Regions from separate parts of the Mus musculus genome. Here regions 1, 3, 4, 5, 6 and 7 are each linked to region 2. The links are chromatin contacts, called in public Hi-C, HiCAR-type and promoter capture Hi-C maps. All regions are on one chromosome and are shown on one strand. Each heading gives the region's core, a stretch centred on a gene start, on an enhancer-like site or on the middle of the called end of the contact. The rest is flanking DNA. Distances are from core to core; before and after follow the strand shown.

Region 1 (2,700 bases), core at 198-2,697, 1.4 Mb after region 2:
GTGGTATGTGTGCATTGTGATGTGTGTGCATGTGTGGTATGTATAAATGTGTGGTATGTGTGCATGTGTGGTATATGTGCATGTGTGATGTGTGTGCATGTGTGGTATGTGTGTATGTGTGGTATATGTGTATGTATGGTATGTGTGATGTGTGTGCATGTGTGGTATGTGTGGTATGTGTATGTATGGTATGTGTGCATGTGTGATGTGTGTGTGTATGTGTGATATGTGTATGTGTGGGATGTGTGCATGTGTGATTGTGTGTGCATGTGTGATGTGTGTGCATGTGTGATGTGTGTGATATGTGTGCATGTGTGATGTGTGTGATATGTGTACATGTGTGGAATGTGTGCATGTGGCTCTGACTTGCCTTGCTATGGTCTAGGAATGGGCAGATGTAACCTATGAGGCAGGCTGGCTTTGTTTTCAGAACCATAAGCTGTATGCAAAGGATGCATATGAGCTTAAGGTTAGATTTGCTTTTTTAAACTGTGGTTTCATCCAGACTAGAAACTGTTTTGGACATTGGTCTCAAGACAATGACTGATTCCAAACTTAAATTTACTATTGTATCTTGAATGCCACTCATTCTGGGAGCAACATTAATAATGGCCATGACGGGGAATTAAATGTATGCAGGAAACTGCAAATGACTGATCCCTGTTTCTTCCCTCTTTTCTTTTCTTTCCCCCAATTTTCTCTCCCATCTCACTAACACGAAGGAAATTATTATCAACCAAATACAATTTAATGCCAAGAAAGAATCAGTTGCACGGAACATATGATTTTTTTCCCATCTATTTTAGTTAATTGAGGTAAATAGAAGACAACTGTTTTCTTGGGGCAAACTGAAGCGAAGTATGAGGCTCTGTCTAAAGCTCGGGGATGTTCGATAATAAGAAGCAACATAATTACATGGGTGCCACAACGCAGGTGGGGGTGGGGATGAGGAAAAAAGGACAAATCTCTCATTTCTCCACGCAGAAACAGCACGGAGCCCTGAAACTCTCTAGATCTCGATTGAAATCGCCCTGGCCTTTCCAGTCCTTCCTCTCTCCAGCCTCCCCCACCCCCACCCCGCCCCAACCTAAGCAAACAGGCGCACCAATCAAAGAGCAGAGGAGTGGGCTTATGTCAGGGTGTTTGCCAGGGTGGGTGGGTGCGTCGCCTCTTCTCTACGGGGTTGCTAGGCCTCCCCGCCCCGCTGGCCGGTGACAGCCCCAGTGTGGGCCTCTGGAGGCAGGCCACCCTTCTCCGGGGACTCACCCGCGCTGAGACAGATCTGTCCTGGAACGTTTGGGACCAAGAGGAGGCAGAAACAAGGGGCACTGTAGGATCCTGTTCGCTCACCTGCACGCAGCCTCAGCGCAGAGCACCTGACTCGTCGCTGCAGCCCGCCCCGCTGCTGGAACGCCATTGGCTCCCGCCAGCTTGTCACTGTTACCAGGGTGAAAAATCCGCTCCTAGGAGTAGCTGTGCTGCCTGTCAATTAGCGGAAGCAGGGGGGCGGGCGCTGCGTGGGTTTGAAGGAGGGGGACTTGGTGGCCAGGTTTGGGGATAGGGATGGGTGGCTGGGGGCTCTTGTCACTCAGAACTGCCCTGGTAGGCCTGTTGTGTCCGTGATATTGAGGGACTTTAGTGTGCTATCCCAGTGGTTGGAGATCTGAAACTCATGTTCATTATAAGCTAATTTTATTCTACCATCTCTTCTGAGTTTTCTTCTTCCTTTATCATAAACTGATGACGTCACTCAGTAAGCTTTAATTGAAGGAGGGACATCAGAATATCCAAGCTTGCCATGAGATGGTGTTAATAATTCGAAACAGGGTCTCATTTAGCTCACCATAGTGTGGAACTCAGTTTGTAGCCCAGCATTACCTCAGTCCTAGTACCTTCCTGCTCCAACTTCCTAAATTCTGGGGATTACAGGCATGTATCACCATGCCAGGTTTTATGAGGTGCTGGGAATTAAACCCAGGTTTTCCTGGATGCCAGCTGAGCACTCTCTCAACTGAAGAATATCCTTAGCCCTCATGAATCTTTTGTTCATGAATAGCTGGTGTCAAGTATTTCCTCTATGGAAGGCTTTGGGAATCTAGTCTGTTCTGAAGCCCAATGTGTGACTTCCAAGTGTTTGCATCTTATTATAAGTTGGCCACGCAGGCACTCCCCACTCCTATCCTCCAAGCAGTAGCACCTGAAAGCTTCAGCTAACCAAATCTGTCTGCAATAGGCAGTATTATCTGCTTGATTGTCACAACTGAAGTTTCAACATTTAATCAGCTGGTAAGGCTACAAGCATCCACAGCTGTGGCCTTGGTGCCTGTCTGTAACAAATGTCTTCTGTTCTGTGTGCTGGGGCTGTGATGTTTGTAGCCACGTTCTGTAAAGGAATTGAGCCCTTTGGTCTTAGCCTTTGGTGTATTTCTAATGAGGGGACAGTCTCAACTCTAGCCATGGGCACTTGCTAAATTGGGCGGCACTGCCCTGAAGGGCATTTGGGCACTCTGCCATGGGGATTTTTATCATTTTCAACACGTGGGAAGGAGGCGGAAAGGGAGGTTGTTTCTGCGTGTAGCCAGACCCAAAACCATGAAGCTGCACAACTTGTTCCGAAGCCCCAAGTCCTGACCTTTGAAACTGCTCAAAGTTGGAAGGAGGTGGTTCAGTCTAGTAAGTCCTTATCTCCCAGCCTAAGAA
Region 2 (2,700 bases), core at 90-2,589:
AAGCAGGAGACAACCCCTTCCTTCAATCAGCGAAGTGAGGCATATTCTTTCCTATTGGATGTCGTGTGTGTATGTGTGTGCCCGTGCCCGTGTATGTGTGGTGTACACACCTGTAACATGTGGACATGTGCTTGTGAAAGTCAAAGGACAACTATGGGTGACTGTACTTAGGAGCTAATTTTTGTTTAAAACAGGGTCTCTCATTAGCTTGGGACTTTGATGTTGGCCAGACTAGCTTGTCTGTGAACTTCTTCAGGGATCTGTTTCCATCTCCCATCTGGCCATTCCAGCATCATAGGCACACACCGTTAGCCCGCACTTTAAATTCGAGTTCTGGGGAATCCACAAGCACTTTACCAACCCAGTCATCTTTCTGTCTCCCCTATAACACACTGTGTTTAGCTCTTGGTCACAACATCCAGCACTCAGGGTTCAAAGACTTTAACTCTAGAGCTCCCTGGAAACTCACCTTAAAATATTCACCCCCGAAAGCCCAGTTGCCAAGCATCTCGAAAAACGTATGATGAGAGAGATCACGCCCCACATCCTCCAGGTCGTTATGGCGTCCTCCAGCCCTGACACACTTCTGGCTATTAACTACACGTCGGAAGCCTGCCATCTCACTTCGTGGATCCACTGTGCCCAGGAAGATGGGCTTGAACTAGAAGCACATAAAAGTCAGGAAGGGTAGAGAAGAGGTAAATGAACTTAAACAAGAGACTCTGCCTAGTAAAAAGTAGTAAAATTTACAGATAAGGGAAGTGGTTGGACAGAATCAAAGCTTCAAGAATATTACCAAGCACCTAGCAGGAGTGCAATAAATGTCTACTCAATGGATGAATTTTATTTATTTAAATAGTCTTCCACTCAGAGCCTGCCCCTCAGGACTTCACAGCTGCTATCCAGAGATAATAAACTTAATTTCTCCCCACAAGTTTCCAAGCTAATTCCCCAAGACCTAACCAGGCCCCCACCCCATTTTACCCAGCCTCTCTTCCACTCAGAGTTCCGCCCCTCACTTTTTTGGTCCAATCCTGAAGCGCTTTTCTCAGGCTGACTCCCGAGCTCCGCCCCCGATCGGTGTGGCCCCGCCCCTACCTGGTTCATGCCTGCATTGACGAAAAGCAGGCTGGGGTCGCCGCGCGGCCTCACGGTAGCGGAGGGCACGAGCCGGTGGCCGTGGCGATCTCGGAAGAAGCTCAGGAAGGCGTCCCGCACGGCCGCTCCGTGGGGTGGACCGGGCTCGGTTGAGAAAGGCTGCCATGGGCACGACCTCCCAATGGCTCGCCGCAGCTTACCGGCTGCGGCAGCCAACGCCACCGCCATCTTAGCTCCGGGCAACGGCTTCGCGGGGTCAAAGAGTGACGTTCGAAAGGACGCCTAGTGTTTCCTACAGCGGCCCCTGGCGGGTGGAAGACTTGGGGGGGGGGCAAGTCTCAGCTTCTAGTGAAAGTGTTTCCCCAAGAAGGGGACTTCTTCCCCTGGCGAGCGGCTCAGCATACCGTAACTTTGCATAGAGTAGGCCCTTAATTCATCCAGGATTGAACAGATAATTATAAAAAGATCATTACATGCTAGGCTGTATTTTGAACGTTAGTAGCAATATTAACACAATGCCTCTGCTTCCAAAATCTGTATTCTGGCAGTAATGGTTGTTGTGCTATTGATTTTGTGGAGTTGCAAAGGAACAGGTGTGGGTGCAATTCGGTGCGTGGACCGTGTGGTTTGTGCTGATCCAGGCTGAAGAGTGCCAAGGGATCGTGAGTATTCAAGAGGTGGTCAAGAACCCTGCGTAAGTGCCAGGCACTGCTCTAAGACCTTGCCAGGTCCTCTTCTGCCCTCGGTTTGCAGAGCCACTTTGTCCTTAGGGACTGAAGCAGGTTCTTTGGAGCAGGAGTCTGGTGGAGACACAGAAGCCAGACTGCATCTGCTCCATTATTAATTGCTTAATGACATTTGGTCTTTTAATTTGCTTGGGGATGAGAGAATCCAGGTCGACAGGTCAGGACAAAGCTGTTGGCTGAGAGCTGTGGCGATGGCTTTCCATGAGCCTCCCAGGGCCCTGAGGCTTTGAATTTTGCTGAGAGAAAAGAGATACCTGTCCTGGCAGGCCCAGTCCCCTTGACTTCCTTTCTATGGTAACAGACCTTGTGGGTGCAGCTAGACAGCTCAAGGACTTCTCATGATGACCTTGCTTGACCTTTAGTCTGGGAAAGTTAGCAGATCTAGGAAGAGAAAGGGATTTGCCAAGTTTAAGACCCAACAGAGCAGTGGTTCTCACCCTGTGGGTTGCAACCACATAGGGTTGCATATCATTCATTTACATTACGATTTGTAACAATAGCAAAATTACAGTTATGAAGTAGCAATGAAATAATTCTATGGTTAGGGGCCATCACAACATGAGGAACTGTTTTAAAGGGTTGAAGCATTAGGAAGGTTGAGAGCCACTGCACTAGAGGTTACAGAACTGAGGTCTTTGTGGTCAGAAGGACAGCCTTGGCCACCCAGGGGGCTCTTTTGGCCACCAGTCTTTGTGTGTTATTTGGGTCTTTTGAACTTTTGAAGCACAGCTTCTTTTCGGGGAATACATAGTCTATTTTGGACTTGAGTTTCTATAGCAATAGTGAATTCTGACAAGCCTGTATATCTATCCCGTGATCCTCTGCCTTCTCTTTTCCATGTAGGTTAAAGGTGTTG
Region 3 (2,700 bases), core at 198-2,697, 1.3 Mb before region 2:
AATAAATAAATAAATCTTTAAAAACAAGCAAATATTATGAGATGAGCAGCGACAGTCCCCACTAGGACTATTGTTTTTATTTTTTATTTTGCTCTTCTTTCTCTGTCACATAGACAAGTGGCTCACCCAATATGGGACATATATATATATTTTATTATTATTATTATTATTATTATTATTATTATTATTATTATTATTATTATATGTAAGTACACTGTAGCTGTCTTCAGACACTCCAGAAGAGGGCGTCAGATCTTGTTACAGATGGTTGTGAGCCACCATGTGGTTGCTGGGATTTGAACTCTGGACCTTCGGAAGAACAGTCGGGTGCTTTTACCCACTGAGCCATCTCACCAGCCCCGGACAGAGATTTTTGAGGAAACTTAAAAACAAGCATGGTTCTAGCGCAATCCATGGAATAGTTTAGAATACCTGGTATGCCTGGTGCAGGAGGCCGGAAGAGGTCGTGCCCTTAATCTCCTTTGACATTCATCTGGTAATGACATTAGCGTGTTGAGTGGACTAGTTTTTTAGTGTGTTCCAACATCATGTATCAGTCCTTGGGTACTCAACAATTCCTTGCAGAGTCCCACTGTAGTGAAGTGGTGTAGTGAGGTGCAGAAGAGACACAGAAAATAAGAAAAGTCTCCTGCCCATAAGCCAAAGGTGTAGGATAAAGGCTGTGGGTGGCGACCCTTTCTAGTGTTATATAGTGGCGTTGTCCTAGGCTAGAGCATAAAACAGCACTGTGCTAGCATAAAACAGCACTGTGCTAGTATGTGGCAATGGGAGTAAATTCTGAGAAACTTAAACAAGTGAAGGCTCTGAGATGGAAATGGAGCATTTCTAGTTTCTGGCTCCACTGTTTACCCAACTTGTGCTAAGGCTTTGTAAATCTTAAGGAGCCCCCTGGCGGCCACTGGGAACCCGTAGATATTCATTGTACGGATGAGGAAGCCGAGATGCAGAAAGGTGAGGAATTCAAAGGCTCACAGAGTAGGTGACACATTTTTATTTCCGCAAATCCTCCACAAATAACCGCCCACCAAATGTGAGTGCCACGTCGGTCCTTCAAGTCTCCGGGAATAAAAACCTCACCTAAGCAAGGCGGCCAACTTCTGTAGAGCCCGTGCCGTAGCGGAAGCTGCAGATGCATTGTGGAAAGCCTTTAAATTGTTCACAAGCGGCCGAGTTCGAGACCCTACAGCCTAACTGAAAAGGGTTGGATCCAGACGGGTGTCAGACTCTAGAGACCTTAGAAGGGATGGGAAGAAAACTGGAGGGTTTTTTGCCGGAATCCTGGCTAGCAAGACCTTTTCCCAGACGCTCACATTCGCTAAGGAATCTCAGGCTGCCTGAGTCCTCCTGCGGGAGCGAGAGTCCGTCTCTATGATACAAGAGACGTCGAGGCGGGCCTCTCTACCCCGCCCGGTGAGGCTGCGCAAGCGCAGTAGCTGAAGCACCGGAAAGATGGCGGAGGAAGGGTGAGTGTGTCTTCGGATCTCTCTATGGGGCTTTGAGGATCCGATGCCATCCTTTCTGTTTGTACTCTGGTGATACAAAAGGAAGCTGTGGGCTGTGGAGAGAAAAGAAAAAGGCTCCATAGTATGAAGTCAAGGTGGGGGCTGAGATGCTGTAGGGCTCCGCGACCAGGGATCGGGACGACTTTGGAAGCAGCGAGAAGAGGAACTGAGGTTCGGAGGGGCGAGTGGCTGCGTAGCGCCAGAGTTGAGTTCGCTCAGCTTGGCTGTCATGTCTTTCACAGTTTGGTACACACGTACAGTGTATTTTGATCGTATCACCTCCCCATCATCTCTTATTCCCCTGCGTCTTCCACCAAGCTCTTTCCCCCCAATTCCCCCTCCTGCTTTCATGTGCCCCCCCCCCCCACCTCATCCTAGCTCGACTTAATCATTACTCTTCTTGATGGATCTGTGATAGCCCCTTTCTGGATTTTACTAGAATTTCCTTGCCGCTAGTGACAGGTCATAGCCTACAGTTGTTAAAGCTCCACGGACCAAAACGAACCCAGAGAGCAAAGGTTTTTCCTGATTTTTAAAGGCTCTCGGGACGAGTGAGCATTACAGGAGCACGGCGAAGACTCATCAGAAACTTTAGGTCCCGGGAAGACCAGGATCTCGAATTGGTTTGGAAAGCCACCAAATGTTGGTTTGGCAATTTTCATTAATGTCAAATTTGTTCCTTTATCAGGGAAAGAAAAAAAATTCCTTTGGTTCCAGAAAATCTTCTGAAAAAGAGGAAGGCTTATCAAGCCCTCAAAGCCACTCAGGCAAAGCAGGCACTTTTGGCAAAGAGAGAGGTAATTCTGAGAGGGGGGGGGTTAGGATTTGTAGTGGACGGATTTTACTAAACGGTGTTCGTTGAACTAGATTTGTTATCAGATCCCTCACAGGTTTCTCCCTCATAGTCCTCCATTTAGCAAAGATTTACCCACCATCTTTCTGTGAGCAAAATGTTAGACCAGCCTTTAAGGGAAAAGTGAAGACATTTTCTGAATTCAAATTTAGTGGTAAAACCAAATTTGGCAGGGAAAAAAATAGATTATTTTAAAAATGTTTTGTTGGGGTTGGTTTGTTTCTTAGATGGGGTCTGTACATATGGTCTGGAATACTGTATGACCAGGCTGGCCTCAAACTAACAGATCAGCCTACTTAGGCCTCTAGAATGCTGCGATTAAAT
Region 4 (2,700 bases), core at 89-2,588, 1.9 Mb before region 2:
CCAGGCTTACTCTTCTTCAAATTTGCTTCTGCTTTGGAAAGCAGGCTTTCTAAAGTGTTAACTAACCTGGGACGATATCGAGGCTGGAGTGATGGCTCGGCAACCCTAGCAGACCACTCGAGTCCCACAGAAGGCTACAAATGGGCTTCAGTGGCAGAACCCTTGTCTGGTGTAAGCAAGGCCCTGGGTTCAATCTCTAGTATGAAAAACAAACTTTTTGGAATCTTTGATCCTTTTTTTTTTCGAGACAGGGTTTCTCTGTGTAGCCCCGGCTGTCCTGGAACTCACTTTGTAGACCAGGCTGGCCTTGAACTCAGAAATCCGCCTGCCTCTGCCTCCCGAGTGCTGGGATTAAAGGCGTGCGCCTCTTGCTTTGGCCTCTCAAGGGCTGGTATTACAGGTGTGGGCCACCACCTCTGGGTTACATGCTGCTGTGGGGCCGACAGGGCCAGCTTTAGGCATTAGGCCCTTGAGCAACCGAGCCACAGTGTCAGCTCTTCCTTTTTTAAAGAATTCGTTTATTTTGGGACAGGGCCTCAATATGCAAGCCAGGTTTTACAAGTAATGCTATTTCAGGGTCAGCCATCTGACCCAGTTCTGAGCATTATTTTCAAAACTACTAAATGACCATTGAGAAGAGTCACAAAAGTTTCAAGACCAAAGTTCTTGAGAACAGCCTGGTTTTTTTGTTTTTAATTTAAATTATTTTTGTGATAGGATCTCAATACATAACCTGGCTGTCTTCGAACCCAGAAGTTCGTCCGCCTGCCTCCTTTCCCCAGTGCTGTGATTCATGCCATGCGAACTCCAGGCAAGTTTTCCTTTTTCAAAGACCCTCTCGAGGGAGATCTGACCCATTCCCCTGACCTGGGAGCTCTCGGGTCACCTCCTCAGCCGTGGAGGCGAGCAGGGCGTCCCAGTGGGGCTGCACCGGGGCTTTATGTGACCCAGCGTTTGCTGGCTCGGTTCCTAAGAATCCGAGACCAGCGTTGTCTTCTCTGAGCTCACGGTTTCCATGGCCCTCTCTACCGTGGAGGGAGGGCTCTGAACGCGTTTTCCTCATCCTTCCTGCTCTGACGTCTTACGGTTCTCGCTCCCGTCTTGCCAATTTATGTAGGGTCCCTCGAGAGAAAAACCTGCCCTTTTCTTGTCACTTTCTAATAACTTCCTCCAACGGAGGATGACTCCGTACGGGTCGGGCAGAGGGTGGCAGCGAGACTCGACGATGACGGCGCCGTCGGCAGCCGGGACCCCACGCCCACCCCTTTACCTGCTGCAGGCGCCGGCACAGAGCCACACACGCTGCGCGCGCCGCCATCTTGGTGCCCTGATCGCCCAGGACCGCTTCCGGGGTCACAGCATTGTTCGCGAACCATAGAGTTCGAAAAGGAAAGAGTGTCTCCTGTGTTCCGACACTGAAACAACCATAGAGACGGTGCTCCTTGAATTTTTTTAAAATTATATTTTAAATTTTCTATTTTCTTATTTATTTACTTATTTATTATTCACTCATTCATTTAAGGTTTTGAGTGGATGCGTCGCTTCCGCCGTCTGGATAAACTCCCAGGTTCTATCTATACGCTGTCTATCCTAAGATCCTATTTGTCTTGGGTGGTTCTGTTTGCTTAGAGACAAACACAACAGAAATACTTGGGAAGGAAGTTGCTGCTGCTACTGAGTCCAAATTCTAACATTTTACCTTATTGCAAAAGGCGTTTCATTCTTAAACTTTGTTCACACCATCGGAATGCCAGGCTTGTTAATGGATTTTTCTAAATTGTGTTTTTCAAAATGCCTTCCCATGCAATTTAGCATAATGGAAGCTCCACACTTAGGCGCTCTGGTTTCTATTTAGGTGGGTGACTTGATCAAATTTCTTCCGTACTTTGAACCCCCTTTTTTTTTTTTTTTTTCTTTCACTTGCCAAGTAGAGATGAGAACAAATCATACTTGCAGTAGAGGATTAAATGAGATTAAAATGCTACATGATAAATGTCATCCTGAATTTGTGACATCTCTTCTACATCCTGGGCCTTAAGAGGTTGTTGGGAAAATGAATAAGGGTCAACTTAATGCGAATGAAACAAAGTATATGTCTTAGTAAGGGTTTCTATTGCTGCTACAAAACAACATGATCAAAAAGCAAGCTGGGGAGGAAAGGGTTTATTTGGCTTGCACTTCCAGATCACAGTCCATCACTGGAGGAAGTCAGGACAGGAACTCAAGCAGAGCTGGAATCTGGAGGCAGGAGCTGATGCAGAGGCCATGGAGGGGTCCTGCTTACTGGCTTGCTTCCCATGGCTTGCTCAATCTGCCTTCTAATAGAACCCAGAACTACCAACCCAGGAATGGCAGCACCCACAGTAGGCTGGGCCCTCCCCCACAGATCAGCAGTTGTGAAAATGCCTTACAGTTGGATCGTATGGAGATATGTCTTCAACTGAGGCTCCTTCCTCTCCAGTGACTCCAGCTTGGGTCAAGTTGACACACAAAACTAGCCAATACTATATCTCCATAAACCATCATGCCAATGTAAAGCTGGGTCTCCCACAAGCAGGCATTAATTCTTATTTGGCAGGCCAGAGAACTAAGCAAAGGGTAGAATGTCCAGATGGCACAACTGATGAGAGATTTATGAATATGGACCACTTTCCTGCCCCTCAGGCGGGCCTATATGTGATCTCTATATGGAAACAGAAT
Region 5 (2,700 bases), core at 30-2,529, 1.4 Mb before region 2:
TCTTCACGCTGTCATACTCAAAGGGAGGCAGGGGAAGGCCAAACCAGCAAAAGTCTGTTACACTGCTATGAATTTAATAGGACTCACAGGAGGGGAGTTTCAACAATTTCTAACCCCTATCACCGCAAACATAAGACAATATCAGGTAAACCGAATGGGACATCACACTGAGTGTGGCCAGTGCTCAATCCCACTGGATGTCTCTCTCCTCTTCAGGAAGAATACTCCAGTTTGGGGAGGCCACGTTTCGGGCCAGCCAGTTGAAATCATCAACCTGGTCCCAGTTATTTTTGCTCCTATCTAAACCGGAGTCCTGGAAGTCCTTGTCGATCCCCGGGTAGCTCCAGGTGTAAGGGGCAAACTGGATGCCGCTGCAGTCCTCCACGATAGCCCTGCTGGTCACTTGCAAGAAGACGCGCGTGTCTTTGGTAGTGTGCACACGGAGCTGCTGGCAAGCCACAGCCAGGACGCAATCTCGACAATCCTCCAGAAACACAGAGGTGGTCACTGGGCCGCAGAGCACCTTGCAGCCGCGGGCCTTCGCAAGCCGCAAGGTGTTGGGATTGCCACACAGTTTGACAGTGCAGTTGGTCAGGTCGCTCAAAAGGACGTCGCGCTGGTGCAGCTCTTCAGCTCTCTTCTCCAGGTCTTGGGACTCCAGGTTGGAGAAGCCACAGGCCCAGCTGGCCCCGGGAGCTCCCTCCTCCTCCTTGGTCACCGGTGGAGAAGGGGCCGCCGAGGCGACGGGTGCGGCGTCTACCTGGGCGGTCCCCGCAGCATCCTTCTTCCGTGCCTTGAAGGCGAAGCGCTTCTTGGGCTGCAACTCCTGGCGACGTTCCGTTAGGACAGCCTGCAGCTGCGCCAACGCCGCCTGGCCCTGCCGCAGGTCGTAGGCGGCGAGGAAGAGCACCGAGTCGTTCAGGAGCTTCCGCAGGCCCTGGAGCCGGTTGGCCGCCTCTTCCAGCCGCTCCGCCGACGCCTCGCCCCGCAGCAGCTCCTCGACCGCTGCGCGCTCCCGGGCGAAGGCGGCGGCGAAGAAGCCGCTCTTCTCCTCCTCCACCTCCTGGTCCTGCCGCTTCTGCTTGCGTCTCTCCACCTCTATCTGCCTCTCCTGTTCGCGCCTCTGAAGTCGCTCGGGCACCAGGCTCAGGTCCCGCGGGGAGCCAGCGGCAGCGTCGGCCAGAGCCATGGAGCAGTCCACACCCTCCATCTTGACTCCAGGCTTCCTCCCCCGCCGCCTTGCCTCCGAGCGCTCGCTCTCCGCGCGAGGCCTCCCACCAACGCGCGCTGTGATTGGCCAGCTGCGGTGACGTCAGCTCCCTCCATATTCTCCTCGCCTATTGGTTTCTTCGCGTTGGAGGGGCGGGAAGGAGGGCGGGGCCGGCTGACAGGAGGGGGTGGGGAGACAAAGGTCCTGGTGGATGGGTGGGGTGGGAGGCAGTCGGGTGAAGCTTTTTTTTTTTTTTTTTTTTTCTTCTTAAAGGGGCAGGACTTATATCCGGGATTGTGGGGTGAGTTGCAGCAGCGGCAGCTGCACATGTGGGTTTGTTTATAAGAACAAGGTTAGAAACTCGCAGGCCTCCCCCTCCCCCCAGCTCCTCCCTGCTACCCCCTTACAGGCCGGAGATCTGCTGCAGGGTGGTGGGGAGGAATCTGTGCTTGTGGTGTTGTGGGGGACAGGTAGTGCGAGAAAGATGGAGGGGGGGGTTATTGCACCTCCCGGACCGCGTCGGAGGAAGCTGCAGCTGGAACAGCTGGCCAGGGAACCGCTTGCATGCCTCTGGGTTTTTTTCTTTCTTTCTCTCTCTCTCTTTTTTTTTCCCTTTCCCTTTTCCCTTCCATCACCTCTTTGCTCAGCCGGTCCCTGCCGCCCCGGTAACCCTCATCCTTCCTGCCCTCCCCCATCCACTGCAGCTCGGCGCGGCCTGGGGGCGTCTGGGTCCCCGTGGGCAGTTACTGGGGCGGGAAGAAAGCGCAAATCACCGCTATGGGAAAGACTGGGTTCCTCGCTGGAGCGGGCTCCGGGGTTCCTGGGGGAGTCTAAAAACAGATTATTTTTTTTAATGGCCAATTGCTGCAGTCGGAGGGGGGGCGGGGGAGGATGACATGCCACCCCCACCGTCTTGCTCCCTGACGCGGTGGCAGCCACTCCCTGCGCAGCTGGCAACCGCTGGCCGCGCGGGGCTAAGACCCTCAGCCGGAGCGCCTCGCTTCTCCCTATAGGGCCGGCGGTCTTTAGGAAGGCGATGGGGAAACGGTACATTATTTCTAGAGGTGGTGGGAGGGATTTGTCACCGGAAGTGAACGAGCCTAGCCTAAAGTCCAGACCAACCCGAGGTGCGAGTGGGCAGCCAAGACCGTGCAGTCCCTGGCAGAAGCCCAAGGCGGCGGCCGCCGAGGACTCGGGTGGCATCCTCGCGTGCTGCCTTCAGCCACCGTGCCTTCTGGACTCGGTGGCCCATACAGTTCTCGGTTTCAGCCCCATCTCCGCCCTTGTTGCCAACCTCCATTTTTGTTCTTTTAATTGGGATTTTTTTAACTGCCCAAAATACTCATTTGAAAATTTACCAATATGCCTGCGTTTTCCTGCAGATAAAGATGGGAGGAAACGAGAGCCATTCAATTAAGTTGGCATTAAGACTTGAGTTGCAAGCCTCACGTCCCATTTGCCTCCTTTCCTAACCATAAAAAAAAAAAAAA
Region 6 (2,700 bases), core at 4-2,503, 1.2 Mb before region 2:
TGGTTTTGTTTTGTTTTGTAGATATGGCCTCAAGTAGCTCAGGCTATATCTCCCTCCCCCTCACTATATAGCCAATGACAGGTTTATGCCAGCCTGGAGATGGATCACCAGGGATTTGCACATGGTAGTCAAGTGCTAGGCAAAGATCTCCCAGTGAGCAACATCCCTAAAACTAGGGATTTCTTTTTTAATTCCATTAATTCATGAATTATTGATTTGAGCTTCCCAACAGGCAAACCTCGAGATGTAGGAGGATCACTCTTTGTTTGTTTTTCGAGACAGAGTTTCTCTGTGCAGCCCTGGCTGTCCTGGAACTCACTTTGTAGACCAGGCTGGCCTCGAACTCAGAAATCTGCCTGCCTCTGCCTCCCGAGTGCTGGGATTAAAGTCGTGTGACCATGCCCGGCTAAGAGGATCACTCTTATCTGTTTATTAATCTAGTTTTCATAAGGAGAAACGCAATTACTGGATATCTGGGCTGTTGTGAGGCCCTAAGTATCTATTCGAGTGAGTGGCTGCAATAATAAGCCTTAAAAGCCGGTGTCTAGTGAGTGCTTGCAACTTTATAAAGAAAGCCATGGTTAGGGTTGATGAGTTAGGTTAGTGACTAAAGAGGGCCACCATTAAGCCTTAAGGATCCAAGTTTGAGGTCCAGAACCAACATGGTGGAAGGAGGCAACTGATTCCAGTCGTCTTCCAACCCAAAATAAATATATAAAGACTTTTTTATTAACACCTTAATGGGGGTGGGGGTGCGGGGAGAGGACCACGAGGCCCGGTGTGGAGGTGCACTTAGAGGCAGCTGGATTTCTGAATTCGAGGCCGGCCTGGTCCACGCAGTAAATTCCAGGACAGCCAAGGATACAAAGAAACCCTGTCTCGAAGAACAAAAGACAGAAAACAAGAAACAAAACCATGAAAGATAGTCCGTTATCCAGGGCTAGAATGCCCAAGGCTGGTTCATCCAAGGTATGATGAAGGTTCACCCGCTAGGAACTGATGCTCCAGCTACTGAGCCTCCTTTAGCTGGCAGTGATATCGCTATAGGGCGCCAAAGCCACCATCCGCTCTCTGATTGGCTGAGATGGGAAAAAAAAAAGATAGTTCCTCTCATTGGCTATAAAGCAGACGCCGAGCGAACCCATTGGTTGCGTCGCCCGCGGGCCTTGGTCGGTTTCGCAAGCCGCTAGAGGCTACCGGGCGTGGGGCGGGCCGGAGCTCGCCGTTGCCGTGGTTACCCAGAGGCACGTGCGCAGTCCCGGAAGCGGCCGGGGGAAGCTGCTCCGCGCGCGCTGCCGGAGGAAGCGCCGCCGGGTCCGCTCTGCTCTGGGTCCGGCTGGGCCATGGAGTCCATGTCTGAGCTCGCGCCCCGCTGCCTCTTATTTCCTTTGCTGCTGCTGCTTCCGCTGCTGCTCCTTCCTGCCCCGAAGCTAGGCCCGAGTCCCGCCGGGGCTGAGGAGACCGACTGGGTGCGATTGCCCAGCAAATGCGAAGGTGAGGGGGCGGGGCCGCGGGGCGTAGCCAAGCCCGAGGGGCGGGAGGGGGCGGGGCCTGTGGGAAGGGTCTGGGCCTGGCAGGACCTGGGCTGGGGTCTCCTTGGCCCTGCTGTGTGCTTTGCGGCAATGCTGGGTGCTGTGACTCTCGGATAACCTGGAGATCCCTGCTTTTGGGCGAATCCGGGGGTAGTTGCTCATCAAGACTAGAGGTGGGGGTGGAGGGAAGGCTTCATACAGGAAGCCTGCTGCGAAATGAAGAGTTGGCCAGGGAAAGCATGGCGTGCAGAGGAACTCACTCCGCAGAAACCACAGAAACAGAGGCAGATGAGGAGGCCCTGCCGGCCTAGAAGCCAGAGGGCGAATTTGAGGAACTGAAAAGGTCCATATGACGTAGAAAAGGGAACCTGAAAATTTTCCCGTGGTGCTTTCACTACAACCTAATTTGTGTATGGTTTTGGCTTCTTGAGAACAGGTACTGAGTTGCAAATATTTATTGGCAGACCAAAAAAAAAAAGGGGGGGGGCTTTACATAGGATTATATGGAGGGGCGGTGAGTGTATGTGGAGAGAAGAGACTCACACTCAAAGGATCAAGAGGTCACTTTTTTGAAAGCATCGAGCGCAGAGGAGACTGAAGTGAAGGAGGTAGATTTTAAAAATCGAAGGACAAGGAACTGAGACCTCTCTTTTGCCCTGCTCATCATTGCTCAGTTTCCTCTCAGACCTTTGCAGCCATCGACCTTCTTTCTAAGTCCTCGAAGGCCCCCCTCCCCCGAGTATTCTGGATATCCATTTTATGCACCAAGCAGATGTACACAGGCCAGATGTTCCCTAAGCACTGGATGCTGGGCTGGTGGTTTGGGACACATTAATCCTCCCATTTGAGCTGTTAAATGTGTGGCGAATGGGGGCAGGGGACTCGGCTCAGTGGGTAGAGTGATTGCCAGAGGATCTGAGTTCAGATCCCCAAGACAGATATAAAAAGCCAGACGCTGCAATGTTTGTGCACCCCTGATCCCCGCACCTCCGCACCTAAAGAGATGCACAGGAGACCAGCCAGTCCAACCAAATGATCACGCTCCAGGTTCAAGTGAGAAACCTTGTCTGAAAAACAAAAGATGAAGAACAGTATCAGAAAGGAACTCTGGCCTCCATGTGCATATCCACATATCCACACACGTGTGTGCACACACACACTGTAACTA
Region 7 (2,700 bases), core at 121-2,620, 1.8 Mb after region 2:
GTGGGGGAGGGCTAGAAGAAATACTAAATGATAAGAAAATATTATTCATATATTGTGTTTACATGGAATATGGGCATGTGTGTATCACAGCGCCCATGTGGGGGTCTGAGAACAATCTGAGAGAGCTGATTCTCTCCTTCCACCATGTGGGTTCTAAGGTTCAGTCTCAAGATGCCAGGCTTGGCAGCAGACACCTTTACCCACCGAGCCCTCTTGCTGGCCCTCCACCTCAGTTTTTGAGACAAAGCCTCTCTCACTGAACCTGGAGGGGTTGAGGTATGGACTCAGGTTTTTGTGGTTGCTGCAGAAAGCACTTCATCCACCATGCTGGCTTCCCAACCAAAACCACAGTAAGATCTTGGCCGCCAAAATATGAATAGAAATTAAAAGGCCAGCCAGTAAAAGTGCCTTCTCTAAACTGTTCAACATTCAGTAGCTGCTTTATGGGAAAAAAAAAAAAAAAAAAAACCCTTACAGTGGAATCCATTACTTATTTCCTCAGGGCAGGGAATAAGGGAGGGAGGAACTCACCAATAAAATAGTATCTGGTGGTAGGGATGGGGAGAGAAAGAAAGAATATTGGGGAGCTTTTAATCTGTAAAGATCAATTTAGCAAATCAAGTTTTATAAAATCGTAGAGTTACCTCTACTTGTGATACAAATTTATTACTCGTTTTCACAAACTGAAATCATGGAAACTCTTCTGTCGCCGCCCCCAAACTACAAGCTTACATCTGCAATGTTAATAAACACCCACTTAGAATTAACTGCAGGGAATTACTAACAGTCAAAAGACCTGACTATTTCCAACAAGGTATGTAGAGAAACAGAGTAGACGAATTGCCGGAAGTATGTGTATGCCCAATGTTCCAACACTGAGTTTAATAAAAGAAAAATTAGAAAAGGAAATACTACCTCCCTCCAAACTCCCTGTCACTGCTACATACCTTGATTCTTGCTTTTTCTATAAATTCAAGAGGGGCTTTCCCAAACTCAAGTCCAGCTCCAATCCAGGGAATCCAGCCTTGGATGCACGGGGGTCCAAGCAAATTCTTCAACCGAGAGAATAAGAAAAGAACACAGCTTCCCAGAACGGCGATTGCTATTGGTGAGAATAACTCCATAATGCCCATCTTCCAGAATCAACAGACGTTTGAAAACGTCCTTCTCCAGGGGAATCTCCTAGTCCCCCGCCGACTGAGGAAAATGCGCCCAGTTTTGCAAACTCTGAGCCGAGAAACTTTTTAAACAAATTCTCTTGCGTAACTGTGGTTCCTTTGCCCCGCCCCAGTTTTTGTGTGATTTTTGCATTGTGGCTATCTTCCACCTTCCCACGGCTTTCAAATTATGAGAAAAAAAAAAAAAAAAAAAAAAAAAAAAAAAGCTTTGATTTGAACTGGGCTGGGCTGGGCTGGGACGGAGGAGGCGGGAACACATCCTGAGGCGGCGGAGCTCGAGTAAACTAGCTGTTTGCAGCGGGCGCCTAGCTACCAGCCAATCAGAGAAGTCGCTGAGCCCCCAAGAACTACATTTCCCAGAAGCCTCTTGGGTGCGGCTTTGTTTTTCAGCACCTGAGGCCGCCGGACCGGTCCAGCTACCAGGCGGGCGGCGCCTTTGCAGAGCGTAATAAAGGCACATGGTCCTGACCTGACCTCTCTCGGGCTGAAAAGGGGCGGCGCCGGCAGGGTGGCAGGTTCCCAGGCGACCAGCGGTGCCCAGTGGTCCTGACTTGCTGCTGAATGCCTATCGCCGAGGAGGAGAAGCTGCTGCCGCTCACGCAGAGATGGCCCCGGACGAGCAAGTTCCTACTGTCCGGCTGCGCCGCAACCGTGGCCGAGCTAGGTACCGGCCGCCCCCGCCTCGGCCTCCCCAGCGAGTGGCTGCGGCATCGTGCTGGGGGAGGGATGGGCGGGCAGCCTCACTCCTGGCTGGAGTGCATCTTCAGAGGTTGGACCCTCGCAAGGATGTGGTCAGGTGCCCAGTAGGCCAGCTTCGGGAGGAGCGTGGATTGGAGGTGTCCAGGGTCCTTGTCTTCCCATCCCCAGGGATGTTGTCTTATGCCTGAGTGAGTACTCTTGGGCTCTTCATGAGCCCTATACCTCTCTAGGAAACATTTCCCCTTTCGTAAGGATGACCTTTATAGAACCATAATCCATTTGTTCACAGTTTTTTGGTTTGGTTTTGGTTTGTTTTTTTCTTTTTCATCCTCCCTGGGATCGTTTTTTGTGGTTTATAGTCTTATGCTGCCTCGGGAGTCTTTAAGATTTGAGTTGGGGGAAGGGGGACAGTGAGTCCTACCTTGAGGGACTCCAATTGTTAACCATCCCTCTGGAACATTTGCTTAATGCCAGTCAGCCACATCACTTCTCTGAGCCTATACCCGTTAAGGGGAATTCTGAGAAGTAATTTTTATATGTGGTAAATGCAAGGTAGGGGCAGCATTATTCCAGTTGATGCAGTAGTGGGTCCTGGATATACAATTGCAAAAAACCCCAGTGTGGCCTTCTTCCAGGCTCAGTGGGGTGGCGGGTGGGGGGTGGCACATGCAGAGAAAGACATTTATTTACAGCTGCTGCCTGTTGCAGAGAAGCTATTTCTGTGTGTTCCAAGAACATTATAGGAACAAAACAAAACAAGACAGATCCATCTGCCTAAGTGAGTTCAAAGAAACAAACAACAACAACAAATAAATAAATAAGT

The links. Promoter capture Hi-C pulls out the DNA fragments that hold promoters and counts their contacts. A called contact is a pair of places that touch in the nucleus more often than the background predicts. HiCAR-type assays count read pairs that join an accessible place to other places.
Region 1: a contact with region 2 is called in a promoter capture Hi-C map of liver, with 3 times the contacts expected there. The contact joins the promoter of Enpp5 here to the promoter of Aars2 in region 2. A contact is called at or near these places in 4 of 39 promoter capture datasets (the 3T3-L1 cell line, hippocampal neurons and liver).
Region 3: a HiCAR-type map of astrocytes shows a contact between it and region 2, with 3 times the contacts expected there. The contact joins the promoter of Rpl7l1 here to the promoter of Aars2 in region 2. A contact is called at or near these places in 1 of 39 promoter capture datasets (liver) and 1 of 115 datasets of contacts at active chromatin or transcription factors (astrocytes).
Region 4: a contact with region 2 is called in a promoter capture Hi-C map of pre-B cells, with 11 times the contacts expected there. The contact joins the promoter of Mrps10 here to the promoter of Aars2 in region 2. A contact is called at or near these places in 8 of 39 promoter capture datasets (the C10 cell line, cranial neural crest, hematopoietic stem and progenitor cells and 4 more), 10 of 484 Hi-C or Micro-C datasets (CD4 T cells, erythroblasts, liver and 5 more), 1 of 115 datasets of contacts at active chromatin or transcription factors (astrocytes) and 2 of 9 other capture datasets (adipose tissue and liver).
Region 5: a contact with region 2 is called in a promoter capture Hi-C map of liver, with 2.6 times the contacts expected there. The contact joins the promoter of Tbcc here to the promoter of Aars2 in region 2. A contact is called at or near these places in 5 of 39 promoter capture datasets (the 3T3-L1 cell line, the HPC-7 cell line, liver and 1 more).
Region 6: a contact with region 2 is called in a Hi-C map of B cells, with 9 read pairs. The contact joins the promoter of Cnpy3 here to the promoter of Aars2 in region 2. A contact is called at or near these places in 3 of 39 promoter capture datasets (hippocampal neurons, liver and pre-B cells), 1 of 484 Hi-C or Micro-C datasets (B cells) and 1 of 115 datasets of contacts at active chromatin or transcription factors (double positive thymocytes).
Region 7: a promoter capture Hi-C map of pre-B cells shows a contact between it and region 2, with 2.8 times the contacts expected there. The contact joins the promoter of Cyp39a1 here to the promoter of Aars2 in region 2. A contact is called at or near these places in 3 of 39 promoter capture datasets (cranial neural crest, liver and pre-B cells) and 1 of 115 datasets of contacts at active chromatin or transcription factors (pancreatic cancer cells).

What each region holds. Positions count from the first base shown.
Region 1 is chr17:44,077,549-44,080,248 of GRCm38.p6, reverse strand. It overlaps Enpp5 (ectonucleotide pyrophosphatase/phosphodiesterase 5), which reads right to left and starts at 1,447. Exons shown (of 4, transcript NM_032003.3): 1 at 1,267-1,447.
Region 2 is chr17:45,505,480-45,508,179 of GRCm38.p6, reverse strand. Aars2 (alanyl-tRNA synthetase 2, mitochondrial) reads right to left here and starts at 1,339. Exons shown (of 22, transcript NM_198608.2): 1 at 1,099-1,339; 2 at 470-661. The coding sequence starts at 1,326.
Region 3 is chr17:46,781,403-46,784,102 of GRCm38.p6, reverse strand. Rpl7l1 (ribosomal protein L7-like 1) reads left to right here and starts at 1,447. Exons shown (of 7, transcript NM_025433.3): 1 at 1,447-1,484; 2 at 2,212-2,320. The coding sequence starts at 1,471.
Region 4 is chr17:47,367,525-47,370,224 of GRCm38.p6, reverse strand. Mrps10 (mitochondrial ribosomal protein S10) reads right to left here and starts at 1,338. Exons shown (of 7, transcript NM_001146212.1): 1 at 1,271-1,338. The coding sequence starts at 1,318.
Region 5 is chr17:46,889,200-46,891,899 of GRCm38.p6, reverse strand. It overlaps Tbcc (tubulin-specific chaperone C), which reads right to left and starts at 1,279. Exons shown (of 1, transcript NM_178385.3): 1 at 1-1,279. The coding sequence starts at 1,210. The coding sequence ends at 185. It also overlaps a transcript of Bicral not described here.
Region 6 is chr17:46,750,767-46,753,466 of GRCm38.p6, reverse strand. Cnpy3 (canopy FGF signaling regulator 3) reads left to right here and starts at 1,253. Exons shown (of 6, transcript NM_028065.4): 1 at 1,253-1,494. The coding sequence starts at 1,344.
Region 7 is chr17:43,666,042-43,668,741 of GRCm38.p6, reverse strand. It overlaps Cyp39a1 (cytochrome P450, family 39, subfamily a, polypeptide 1), which reads right to left and starts at 1,370. Exons shown (of 12, transcript NM_018887.4): 1 at 948-1,370. The coding sequence starts at 1,133. Slc25a27 (solute carrier family 25, member 27) reads left to right here and starts at 1,528. Exons shown (of 9, transcript NM_001357122.1): 1 at 1,528-1,842. The coding sequence starts at 1,740.